2 separate regions of the Mus musculus genome follow, and region 1 is linked to region 2. The links are chromatin contacts, called in public HiChIP or PLAC-seq maps. All regions are on one chromosome and are shown on one strand. Each heading gives the region's core, a stretch centred on a gene start, on an enhancer-like site or on the middle of the called end of the contact. The rest is flanking DNA. Distances are from core to core; before and after follow the strand shown. Region 1 has its middle 26 kb from the start of Gm34994. Region 2 has its middle 20 kb from the start of Gm10858.

Evidence for each region. HiChIP or PLAC-seq counts read pairs in DNA pulled down with a chosen protein or histone mark.
Region 1: a contact with region 2 is called in an HNF4G HiChIP or PLAC-seq map of pancreatic cancer cells. The contact joins two enhancer-like sites. A contact is called at or near these places in 1 of 39 promoter capture datasets (embryonic stem cells), 2 of 15 datasets of contacts at CTCF or cohesin (embryonic stem cells and large pre-B cells), 13 of 484 Hi-C or Micro-C datasets (the G1E-ER4 cell line, embryonic stem cells, morula and 1 more), 5 of 115 datasets of contacts at active chromatin or transcription factors (acute myeloid leukemia, embryonic stem cells, pancreatic cancer cells and 1 more) and 1 of 9 other capture datasets (embryonic stem cells).

The regions. Positions count from the first base shown.
Region 1 is chr5:147,130,565-147,136,342 of GRCm38.p6, forward strand. No RefSeq gene overlaps it. Among named protein-coding and RNA genes, the nearest start is that of Gm34994, 26 kb to the right of the region's middle. Within about 2 kb of position 1,882, at least 34 of the 459 cell types and tissues checked have an H3K27ac peak or open chromatin away from gene starts, as enhancers often do. A contact at or near this core is called in pancreatic cancer cells, where this site is marked.
Region 2 is chr5:146,913,836-146,919,874 of GRCm38.p6, forward strand. No RefSeq gene overlaps it. Among named protein-coding and RNA genes, the nearest start is that of Gm10858, 20 kb to the left of the region's middle. Within about 2 kb of position 3,221, at least 22 of the 459 cell types and tissues checked have an H3K27ac peak or open chromatin away from gene starts, as enhancers often do. A contact at or near this core is called in pancreatic cancer cells, where this site is marked.

The sequences.
Region 1 (5,778 bases), core at 632-3,131, 220 kb after region 2:
TTTCCCTTGGCTTCTGTATCCCTCCCTCACATACACACACACACACACACACACACACACACACACACACACACTCACACACACAAAACCTACTTTTATTTGTGGCAGTTCATTGACCCACATCCCTATTGCTGCCCAAACCCCATCATGGGCTGGTGCCCTGGGCTGAGCAGAGAGACAGCTCTCTCTGCTCATATGCCTCCAATGTGTGTTTAGAAAACACATTGGGGGGGGGGGGTTCTTTCCCTCTGGAAACAAAAAAAGATTCTGGTTACTGCCACCACCCCCAGCAGAAGAATATTGTAATTTATAGTCTGAAGTCAGGAGTAATCCCAGCCCCTGTGTGGTTGAGGCAAACGAGTATTATTCTGAGTCCAAGACCAACCTGGACTACAGTGTGAGTCCCAGGCCATCTGAGCTGCAGAGTAAGTGTCAAATGTGTGTTCTTAAGATGCAGTGGCCACAAGCATCTTAAGTGCTTTGGTCTGAGCACTTGGGAGGCAAAGCAGGGAGATCTTTCTCTGAGTTTAAGACCAGCCTTGATCACATAGCGAGTTCCAGGTCAGCTGGGACCACACAGTGAGACCCTATCTCAGACAAATTTTTAAAAATGTGTGTTCTGGTCTTATAAAGAATGCTCATTCCTGGGCTCAGTGGTTAAGGGCACTTGTTGTGAAAGACCTGATTCCCAGCACGGATATGGAGGTTTGCCATCTTCTCGGGCACCAGGCATGCACGTGTTCCACAAACATACATGCAGCCACAACACACACATATAAAGTAATCAAAATAAATCTAAAAAGGAAAAAAGAGAGAGAGAGGCAGGATGCTTGTTCCCATAAGGCTGGCAGTGCTGTGCAGTCTGTGTTTTATAAGCACACAAGCAAAACCCTGGCATCTCATCATGTTTTCCTCCCTGAATGTTAGGAGATGGAACAGTTAGGCAGGGGTGAGTGTGGAGGGAGAACGGTGCTGGGGACAGAGCTCTTGTCCTGCGAGGCCCAAGTCCACACTTACCTAGATTGCTGCCCAACCCTCCTTCCCATAGCCTTGGCTCCTCCTGAGTTACACAGTGGGACACATGGATGGAATTCACTCAACCAAACTTTTGCTGTTAGCTGAAGAAAATTTATAAATCAGAGAATTAGGCTTCAATAACTGTGCCTACCATTACCTCTCTCATACTCAAGTTGAAATAAAAGCTTTTGATACCTTCTTCCATAGTCTTGGCGAGCAGAGCAGATTCAGAATAATACTAATATATATGTAAACGTGTGTGTGTGTGTGTGTGTGTGTGTGTGGGTGGGTGGGATCATGGAGATGGGAGGGCATACCATCTAGGGTGCACAGGTCTCCGTTACAAGCAGGACACATTACAAGCCGTGTCCCCCAACCTGGCCACTGGTCTGGGCACGGCTAGGTTCCATCACCATTCCTGAGGTTTCCCCCGAGCCTCTGAAATGTGGTCCTCAGTCCACAGAGGACACACACACATCACAGACTGTGTGACTCATAGAACACATGAAGCATGCTCACAAAATGGTTAACAAGGAAGGGCTCTGGTGAGGAGGCCCTTGGTCCCTTGTGACCATTTGAGTGACTCACAGCAGAGCCAGGCAGAAAAGCCAGGGTGAGCTGCTACTTAGTTTGGGGATGTGATTTTTTTGGCCTTATGAGACATAGGGTGAGAAGCTTAGAAGTCATTTTGGGGCCAGAGATTGGGGTTTTCAGTCTATTAACAAAGAGACTTATAATAAGAAAGCTGTCAATCTCTGCCACATGAATTCGTACAGAGAAAAATGCTGGGATCGCTGAGTAACACCTTATTGCCACAAAGGGCACCTTCCCCCCACCACCACCACCCGGCTGTGCACATTCTGAACACTTTTGTCTCTCAGTCCTGCCCTTTCTGGCTCCCCAGCCTTCTAAATTCCAAACTGTTCCCCTCTGGGTTTGACTGAGTGCCTCTCTCTTACACACACACACACACACACACACACACACACACACACACACAGAGAGAGAGAGAGAGAGAGAGAGAGAGAGAGAGAGAGAGAGCCTAGTGCTCTCTTTAGCAGGTGCCACTCTTCTGGGCCAGGGTCTTTGTGTTGTGCCATCAGTGTGGGGCAGGGTTTGTCCAGCCAGTCCCAGAATAGGGCTGCTGCTGGTGGTGATGGTGGTGGTGGTGGTGGTGGTGGTTTCAATATTAGGAGTGGAACCAGACCCAGGACAGTTTAACCTCAGTGTTTAGTGCTGTGCCATGCTCAGTCTATACTGTCCCTGAATAAGTGATGAGATGAATAAGCAGACAATCCCAGCATTCCAGGGGAGGAGGCAGGAGGATTGTCAATTCTAGGCCAAGCCTGCCCCACTGCGAGACTCTGCTCAAAAGAAAAAAGAAAGGTGAATTAATGTAAGAAGAATTCTATGCAACCTTAATTTTTTTTTTTTTTTTTTTAGCCAGGCATGGTAGAGCACGCCTTTAACTCCCAGCATTTGGGAAGTAAAGGCAGGTGGATCTCTGTGAGTTCAAGGCCAGCCTGGTCTAAAGACTGAGTTCCATGACACCTAGGCTTTGCCTCAAAAAAAAATTGTTTTAAATTTATTTTTACATTATGATATACAAATATGATATGGGCATTTGCCTAGATGTAGGTGTGTGCCATATGAATGCAGTGCCTGCAGAGGCCAGAAGAGGACGCTGGACTCCCTGCAATTGGAGTTACAGGCCGTTGTGAGCCGCCATGTGGGTGCCGGGAATCGAACCAAGGTCCTCTTCAAGAGCAGCCAGTGCTCTGACCGTCTGAGCCATCTCTCCAGCCCCTGTATTTTTAACTGGTTAAGAGGACCACAAACTTACAGAGTATCAAAGCCACTTTTTCAGGCTCTTTAGTCTTCTGATTAAGGGCATGTGTTGCGGCCTTAAGACCCTAACTTAATGCTTGCCGGCTCATGTGTATTTACGAATTGGGAATCCTGCACCAGTTGGTTGTCTTCTTGTTGCTCCTTCAGTTCTCAAGCTGAGGCAGAAGGCTTCTAGTGATGTAATTTGAGAAATGAAGTTCGCGACTGAGAGCTTCTACTGGACTCTATGCTGTGGAGCTAAAGCGACAGGAATACGCTCTGCCCGGGGCCAGGGAACAGAGAACGGCTGTTATCCAGGCACCTTCAACTCTGCTTCGCTTATGGGGCAACGTGTAACTAAATGCCAATTAATTTTCCCCCATCCTGGCAATACTGTGAAACCGCAGAGCATTCTGAAAGGGTTGCCATTTGGTCTTTTGTGCCCCGTGTTTTCACCCCGCGCCTTCACCTGGGTGGTACCCTGCAGTTTTGTTCATTTCAGCGGCGGCGTGAGGGGGCGGGGGAGGGGAACGACCTGGCAGGCAGAAAACAAGAGCGAGGCATCATAGTTTTTCAACGATTTTAGCAGGATCCCCCATCAGTGGCTTTTCTGCCTCTCTCTCCCTCCCAGTGAGCAAGGAGGGCTGATGTTTTTAGTTGTTTATCCACAAATAGTAAATAAACTCAGTGGCCGTATTACATCTTCTTTCATTATCTCACTGAACTTTGAAAGCCTCGACCAATTCATCCTCTGGATTCGGCCTTTTTTTAAAATTAAAAAAAAAAAAAAAAAAAAAGGAAGCACCAAGTGCCATCTAACTAGTTTAAAAGAGAACAACAAACAAAGCAGGCTTTTTCCTCCTCCTGAGCTGTGTATATAATTACTTGAATAATGTTGAATTTCACCCATATGCTGGGGAAGAAAAAAAAAGACACCCCCCAAAAAAAATAAATAAATAAGCAGTGTGAATTCAAACTGCAAATGAATGGAGCCAGCCTCATTCATAAATGTCATATGAGGCTTCAGATTAAAAGGAAACTCTGTCATTCCAGGGACGGCAGCTGTTGTTACGTTGAACAAAATGGATACAAATGGGTATTATTTTAAACTGAAATGCTTAATTTTAGACCTAACAAGCAAGCTGTCCGCTGTGCAGCCAGAGTCACAGGAGTCGTGGTCCCCAGTAGAGGGCTTGATTGCACAGGAAATCAAACTCCCAGGAGCTGCTGACCAGGCACTGCAAACACACTGGCAATGTTTGAGTTACTATGGCAATCACAAAATAGGAAGGCCTTTTCTTCTCTTCCCCATCTCTGCATGCAGCCTCGGGCTGCTCCTGAATAGGCCACATCTGCAAAAAGTTTTAACACGGTACTCAGATAAAGAAAGGGTCCCCAAAATGGGCACTGACCCGTCTCAAAAAATGTTGCAAATTTTACATACAAGAATTGGGGAGCTGGGCCACTTTGGGCAGGTTATGTCATAATGCAGACACAAAGAGATGAAAGGGCACGAGGTTTTGGCTGTCAGGTCCTGAGAGGAGGGGACAGCAGCAGTCAATGACAGCTTAAATGCAGATGTAAGGAGAAAAGTCAGGGCTTGGTGACAAAAAGTTACTGGTCAATGAATGAGGGAGAAATTTCAAACACACATACACACACCAGACAAAAGGGGGAAATACAATATATGTGTATATATATAAAATCTATCTAGAGAGATTTACTGAGAGAAACTCCAAAGCATTTTAGCAAATCTTAGAACGATCAACCCCTGTGAAGCCAGCACATGGCTCTTTGGAGCAGGCCTTTGTAGATTTCACATCCCATGTCTGTGTCCACACAGCTTATCCACAGCCCTGGGTGTTTTCAAACAATGGCAGAGCCCCCCAGGGGACTAGTATTGTCCACATGGCTTGGTTAAAAAGAATGTTTACTGATAAAACACATATGCACACACACTCATATACACACATGCACACATCCACTCATATGTGTACACACACACACACACACACACACACACACGCACACACGCACACATGCACGCACGCATGTATAGATGGGTTTCAGAGACAAGCCTTTTCTTGGAATTAAGGGGCCATCAGTTCACAGTTGGTCTGGGTTGAGAGGACCTCCTTCCCACTCACCCTTTCTGGGTCCCCACACACTTGTTAAAGACATTCCGATTTTGAGTCTCCCAGATTGCAAGGCAGCTTGGCCGTGTCTTGGAATGGAGCTGCCTGCCTGTGCCCTTGGTGTGAAGGGTAAAGGAATTGTGGTTAGGCAACCATTACCCTCTGCCCCTCCCCAACTCCTCCTCCATGAGCTAGCAGTGAGCAGTCAGGCATCCTGCGTGAAAAATCCAAGCATCCAAAAGCAGAAGAAAAAAAAAAAAAGCTAAAATTAATCTTCAACTCTTTCAACTTCGGGAGCTATTCATGGCATGAAAGAGTTTGGAAAGACCTGGGTGGGTAGTGGGGCTGGGAAGCCACCCTTCGCAAGAGTTAAACTCGGAGCTAAGAATACTTTTAAGTAGCATGAACTCGCCACAAAAAGTCACGTTCCTGAAAGGCGGCCAGAGCCCAGTAAAACTGACACTACACTTCACGTTCATTGATTCTTGTTCTTTGGGAGAAAGTTTTCATATGGAGAGAAAGCGACAATGGGAGACAATGGTGCTACCTTACCAAAGTCCATTCATGCAGCCACTTCAAATACATTTAACTGCTTGTCAATAGGTCTCGCGAGCCTCCGGGCTTCTGACTTTCTGTCGCGTTTGTGTACCGACCACTTAAGTTTGGCTAAAGCCTTGTGACCTGGACTGCCTCCCCTTTATGTGGGTCAAAATGCAAGGCGAAGCCATTGTGTCAACGGGCCTTCATTAAATTCATTGATTTGACCTGTATTTTAAAGACCAGAAGTCAAATGGGACGG
Region 2 (6,039 bases), core at 1,971-4,470:
TTAATATTTGGTTCCACCTGCAAAGTCCCCGACAGGCGTTGAGTGTGAAACGGAGCACCCTTAGCCCTCCCCAGCCCTGACATCTAGATGTCAGACAGCAGACACAGCAGGGTGAGTGGCATTCACGGAATAAGGCCTGCCAGGATTATAGACTGCTCCTTAGGCTTGCTTTGTCTACACAGTGGCAGGCTGCATGGTGCTCACCGCTCCTCTCCCTTGGGCACCAAGATGCCTCACCCACTCTGAAGAGTGCTGGAAACCACTGACCTGGTCTTGTGGGTTCTGGCAAGGGAAACCTTAAAACACCCTTCCTTGACCCTCCCCTGTGTCTTCTCTATAAAGGAATGCTAGCAGCAGGAGCCTGTGAGTCAGTGAGCTGTAGGCTTGTTATACCTCAATCTCCAAGCCCATCCCTAGACAGTCTGGTGCCTACAAGTGCCATTTCCTAGAGTCATTAAAGAGAAGGCCACTTTCTACTTGGCTTTCTGGTCTGGTCCGCTCTCGACACACAGAGCACACAGGAGAGAGCCTTGTCTGTGAGTCAACATGTGTCTCAAACCTCCCATTTTATCAGATGGCTCCCAGTTGGCAGACATTTATAGATGCAGCCAATCCCCCGAGGTGCCTTTATGCTCACACGTCACAGGACAAACTAGCACAGCCACACTTAACTTCCCTCAATATCTGGGGCTCAGAGTCCACGGCTCTCCCTGATTTCACACTGGGCTCTTTACTCCGTGGTGAGCAGCAGGTGGCGCTGTGTGGCTATAAATTGCTTTCCCCACCTCTATGGTCACCCCTCTCAGGCTAGGGGATTGATTGTAGGGGATTGGTTTGGGGATTCGTTTCTCAGAGATGTTCAAGTGTCTTGTGTCACCCTTATGTCCAAAACATACTTTCTCACATCAACTCTCCCCCCCTCTCCCCCGGTTTGCTTTGCTTTGGTTTGAGACAGCCAGGGCTACACAGAGAAACCCTGTCTTGGAAAAAAAAAAACAAAAAACAAAAAACAAAAACCAAAAGGGAGGGTATAGGTTTACAGATGGTTGTGAGTACCATGGAGGTGCTGGGAATTGAACCTGGGATCCACTGCAAGAGTAGCCAGTGCTGCTAACCTTTCTCTCTGGCCCCTCTTTTTTTTTTTTTTTTTGAGCTTGGATGACACAGATTTGGAACCCATGGGAACATGTTTCCGGGCAGACACCCTCAAAGAGGTGATGCTAAATCCTGACTTGACCTGACTCTTCCTCAGACAGCAGCACACTGTCATGAAAGTTCGGTCAATACCATTTCCACAGGCAGGGCAACACCTTCAGTTCTATCTACTCTAATAGAAACGATCAATAGCACTCCTTTGATACTGATGTGACAATTGGTTGCATTGATTTGGATCAAGTTGCTAAGTGATACTGCCACCAACTCTCCACAAGGCATTTCCCCAAGTTAGTTTAAACCATGGCTTATTTCCCCTCAAACGAGCTCAGAACATAAAAATTTAATTGTTTTTATGTATAGGAAACTATTCTGTTTTTTAAAAAATAATCTCTCATTAGTATATTCTTTTTTGTTTGTTTTTTTTTTTTCAAGAAGTATATTCTTTTTGAAAATAAAATTGTATTTGTGGAGGGGAAACTGGGGAGAGGGATAACATTTGAACTGTAAATAAATAAAATAACCAATTTTAAAAAATGAATAAAAAAGAAAATAAAAGTTTATTAACTCTTTAGATTTTTGTTGTTGTTTTTGTTTTTTGTTTTACGTAGTCCTGACTGTCCTAGAACTCTCTCTCTCTAGACCAGGCTGGCCTCAAACTCAGAGCTCTCTCTGCCTTGGCTTCCTGAGTGCTGGGATTAAAGATCTGAGCCACCACCGCCCAGCAATCCTTTAGAATATATACTATATATTTAATACTATTTTCACTTCTTCTGAATTCACACTCATCTCCCCATCCATTTGAGTTCCCTTTTGTTTTTTAAATGTAAATTTCTCCCAACTCCAGCTTGTGCCTTCCATGTACTTCTCTGGGTGTGGGGCCATATACTGAGGTGTGGCTGACCTACCTGGAACCACAGAGTCTATTTTGAGAGATCAGTAACCAGCAATCTTCTGTACTCTTGTTGGCAGGGGATTAAACTTAGGGACTCCCACCTGCTTTGTTTTTTGATGGAAAAGGAGACATTTTGCCATGGAGAACAAGAAACACTGTGTACCACCAACACCAAAGACAGAGCTTAAGGTCAAGAGATATCTTCAAAAGACAGTCCAAGCACCCAATGTATATTGACTGGTACTGTTAGAAATAAACGAGATTTGTGTGAGAGAGCTTTGTGGACTCTAAATGTCCTTCATGGGGCTAAGAGAGAGAGGGGATCTATCTCTAGGGTGACGGATGGTACACTGAAGGAGAGTTTCCCAGAAACCCAGGTAATTGTTGTGCACCCCGAATGCAAGTCTGAAGCCAAAACTTAGACAAGTCAAGTCTGTGGACACATTCCCAAATTTGAAAAACTCCCCAAGTCAGAAACACGCTGGTCCTAGGCATGTCACACCGGGTGCAAGCAAATATGTTTGTACAGACATCAGTCAGCAAGCCTGGGGCAGCTCCGTCTCTGCCCATCAGGGGGCTCCACTCCTTTTCTTGGATTATGTGACTGGACTCCACACTCTGTGTGGAAGGCTCCCTACCCTTACTCCCCGGCTCATCTATGATCTAGATTAAAGCCCCAGGGCAGCCGCAGATGGAGAATCACAACCTCAGCTAAAATAGACGGCCTCATAGAAATGCTGTCCAGGCTGGGTGCGCATCAGAAGCCAGCCTGGTCTACATAGTGAGTCTCAGGCTAGCCAGTGCTACAATGGGAGAAAAAAAAAAGCGCTATTCAGTTCGAATAAGAAACATCTCCCATAGGCTCAAATAGTTAAACACTTGGCCCCCAATTTACGGTAACATTGTCTGTGGAGGACTAGAAGGTGTGACTTTACTGGAGAACGTAGGTCACTGGGGCTGGGGGGTGGGGGGGGGAAGCGTGTTGACCTCTAGAAATGGCCATTTTGAGAATGCTCTTGATGCTTTGAGCTTGTGTTTGAAAATGTGAGCTCTCAGCTTCCTGCCCCTCCTACTGAGCCTGCAGTTTGCCGCCAAGCCTCCCTGCTGTGGTGGTAAGTACACTAAACCCTTCCTTCTGTAAACCGACTGACTCCCTCGTGGGGTATTTTGTCGCTGCAACAGGAAACTGACTAAGACAAGCTCCAGGAGGCTAGACATTAATAATACATGGCTGGGGCTGGAGAGATGTCTCAGCAGTTAAGAGCACTGGCTACTCTTCTAGAGGTCCTGAGTTCAACTCTCAGCAACCTGACCATCTATAATGTGATATGATTCCCTGGCTGGCATGCAAATGGGATACTCATACACATAAAATAAAGTTTAAAAAAAGAGAGAATATGTTGCTGGCAGCACTTGGGAGGCAGAGGTAGGTGGAGCTCTAAGTTCAAGGCCAGCCTGGTCTACAAAGAGAGTTCTAGGATAGCCAGGGCTACACAGAGAAACTCTGTCTCAAAACAAAAGAATTCATTATTGGCCACATGTGTGATACAAGCCAAGGAGGCTAAGAACTGGAGACCTAGGGCCAGCCTGGGCTATAGTGAAATCCTGTCTCAAAACACCAGAAAGCTAAGAAAAGAAAAAAAATCCATTCTGGTATCTTTGAATAACTTAAGATTAATGGGAGACTCAGCCATCGGGGTTCTTTTTTTTTTTTTTTTTTTTTTTTTAATTTATTTATTATATGTAAGTACACTGAAGCTGTCTTCAGACACTCCAGAAGAGGGCGCCAGATCTCGTTACGGATGGTTGTGAGCCACCATGTGGTTGCTGGGATTTGAACTCCTGACCTTCGGAAGAGCAGTCGGGTGCTCTTACCCACTGAGCCATCTCACCAGCCCCATCGGGGTTCTTTTATTTTATATCTCTCTGCCCCTGGGTCTTAAATTAAAAAGAATGACAACAAAAACCCCACTTGGTTCTCATAATTTTCAAATCTACTATACATATATTTTAGTATGACTGTACAAGTTCTGTATTATTGCCTCTATTTTCAGATAATGAGGTTAACTTGACATTGAAAAACCATGAAGTAGGGGCTAGAGAGATGGCTCGCAGTTAAGAACACTGGCTGCTCTTCCAGAGGTTCTGAGTTCAATTCCCAGCAACCATGAGGTGGCTCACAACCATCTATAATGGAATCTGAAGCCCTCTTCTTGTATATCTGTAGGCAGTGACAGTGTATTCATATACATAAAACAAAAATAAAATATTTGAAAAAAACAATTTAAAAAAAGAAAGAGGGCTGGTGAGATGGCTCAGTGGGTAAGAGCACCCGACTGCTCTTCCGAAGGTCCGGAGTTCAAATCCCAGCAACCACATGGTGGCTCACAACCATCTGTAAGAAGATCTGACTCCCTCTTCTGGAGTGTCTGAAGACAGCTACAGTGTACTTACATATAATAAATAAATAAATCTTAAAAAAAAAAAAAGAAACCCTTACTCCATTTTAAAAAGAAAGAAAGAAAGAAAGAAAGAAAGAAAGAAAGAAAGAAAGAAAGAAAGAGGAAAGAAAGAAAGAAAGAAACAAAGAAAGAAAGAAAGAAAGAAAGAAAGAAAGAAAGGGAGAAAGAAAGAAAGAAAGAAAGAAAGAAAGAAAGAAAGAAAGAAAGAAAGAAAGAAAGAAAGAAAAGCCATGAGGTACAGAAATGAATATTTAGTGGCTTAAGAGGTGGCTCAGCAGATAAGAGCATCGGCCACTCGTATAGAAGACCCAAGTTTGGTTCCTAGCACCCATATGGCAGCTCACAACTGTCTTAAGTTCAATTACAGGGGATCCAACATCCTCTTCTGGCCTTCATGTGCACAAGGGATGTATATAGGACACAGCCATACATCCAGGCCAAACACTCACTCGCATAAAAATAATAAAACGAGTGAGTCTCTGGCCGGTTAGCTCAGTTGGTTAGAGCGTGGTGCTAATAAAACGAGCGAATATTTACCTAGAAAAAAAAGAAGAAATTATAAAAATAACAAATGTTTTATAAGCTGACAGATTCAAACATCTCAAGATCCCAAACATAACATATTTAAATGTATTAACTACCCAATGCAATGTTTCCCTTGTAAGCCTTATTTTTTCCCCCACATTAAAATGTTGTGAGAAAGTTGACCAGTTGGCTCTGTGGATGATAAAAGCCTACTAGCCTGAGCTCTACCCTGTCATCCACATGGAGGGAGAGAGCTGGCTCTTACAAATTGTCCTCTAACCTCTGCATGCAGTCTGTGGCTCAAGTGCTCCCCCCACGCCACCCTCCACAAAATCAATGTAAAAACAAAAACCAAAACAAAGCATAGAACATATATTCCATAACACTTGCCACTTAAAAAACATTTGCAAGTACGCTCCGGGGGCATTAAATCCATTGGTGCAGGACCATTTCCACCATCCAGTTGCAAACATTTTGGAAGCTTGGTTCTAACTGGACAGCGGCTCTCAGTGTTTCCCACAGTCACCAGAAAACACCCTGCATTTGCTGTCTTTATAAAGCTGAGCTGCTACCCCTCGCTCCTTTGTGACAAACTTATCTCCGTAAACATTAGGTCTTCAAGGCTCATGCATGCTACAATATATACTGCATTTTCTCTCCTTTCAAAAAAGCTCAGTGATAGGTGCTGTCCTGTTGTCCAGCCATCCCTCTCTATTAATGGGCACTTGGTTATTGCCACCTCTTGGCTATTTGAATAATGAATGCGGGGTATATAAATATTTGAGTCCCTTTCATGTGTTTACCTGCTTGTTGTCCCGGCTGTTTGTCCCAGCCCATGGGAACCCTGCTGTTATGGGGACATGAGACATTATTTAGGTATTGCCCATCCCCCAGACACTCATTCCCATAGGCCTTGAGTTAGCACATCCTCTGGACTTCCACAGCAGTGGCTGTGGGCAATGTGGGCTTGCCAAGTCTGGCTGAAAATCCAACAGAACACCAGAG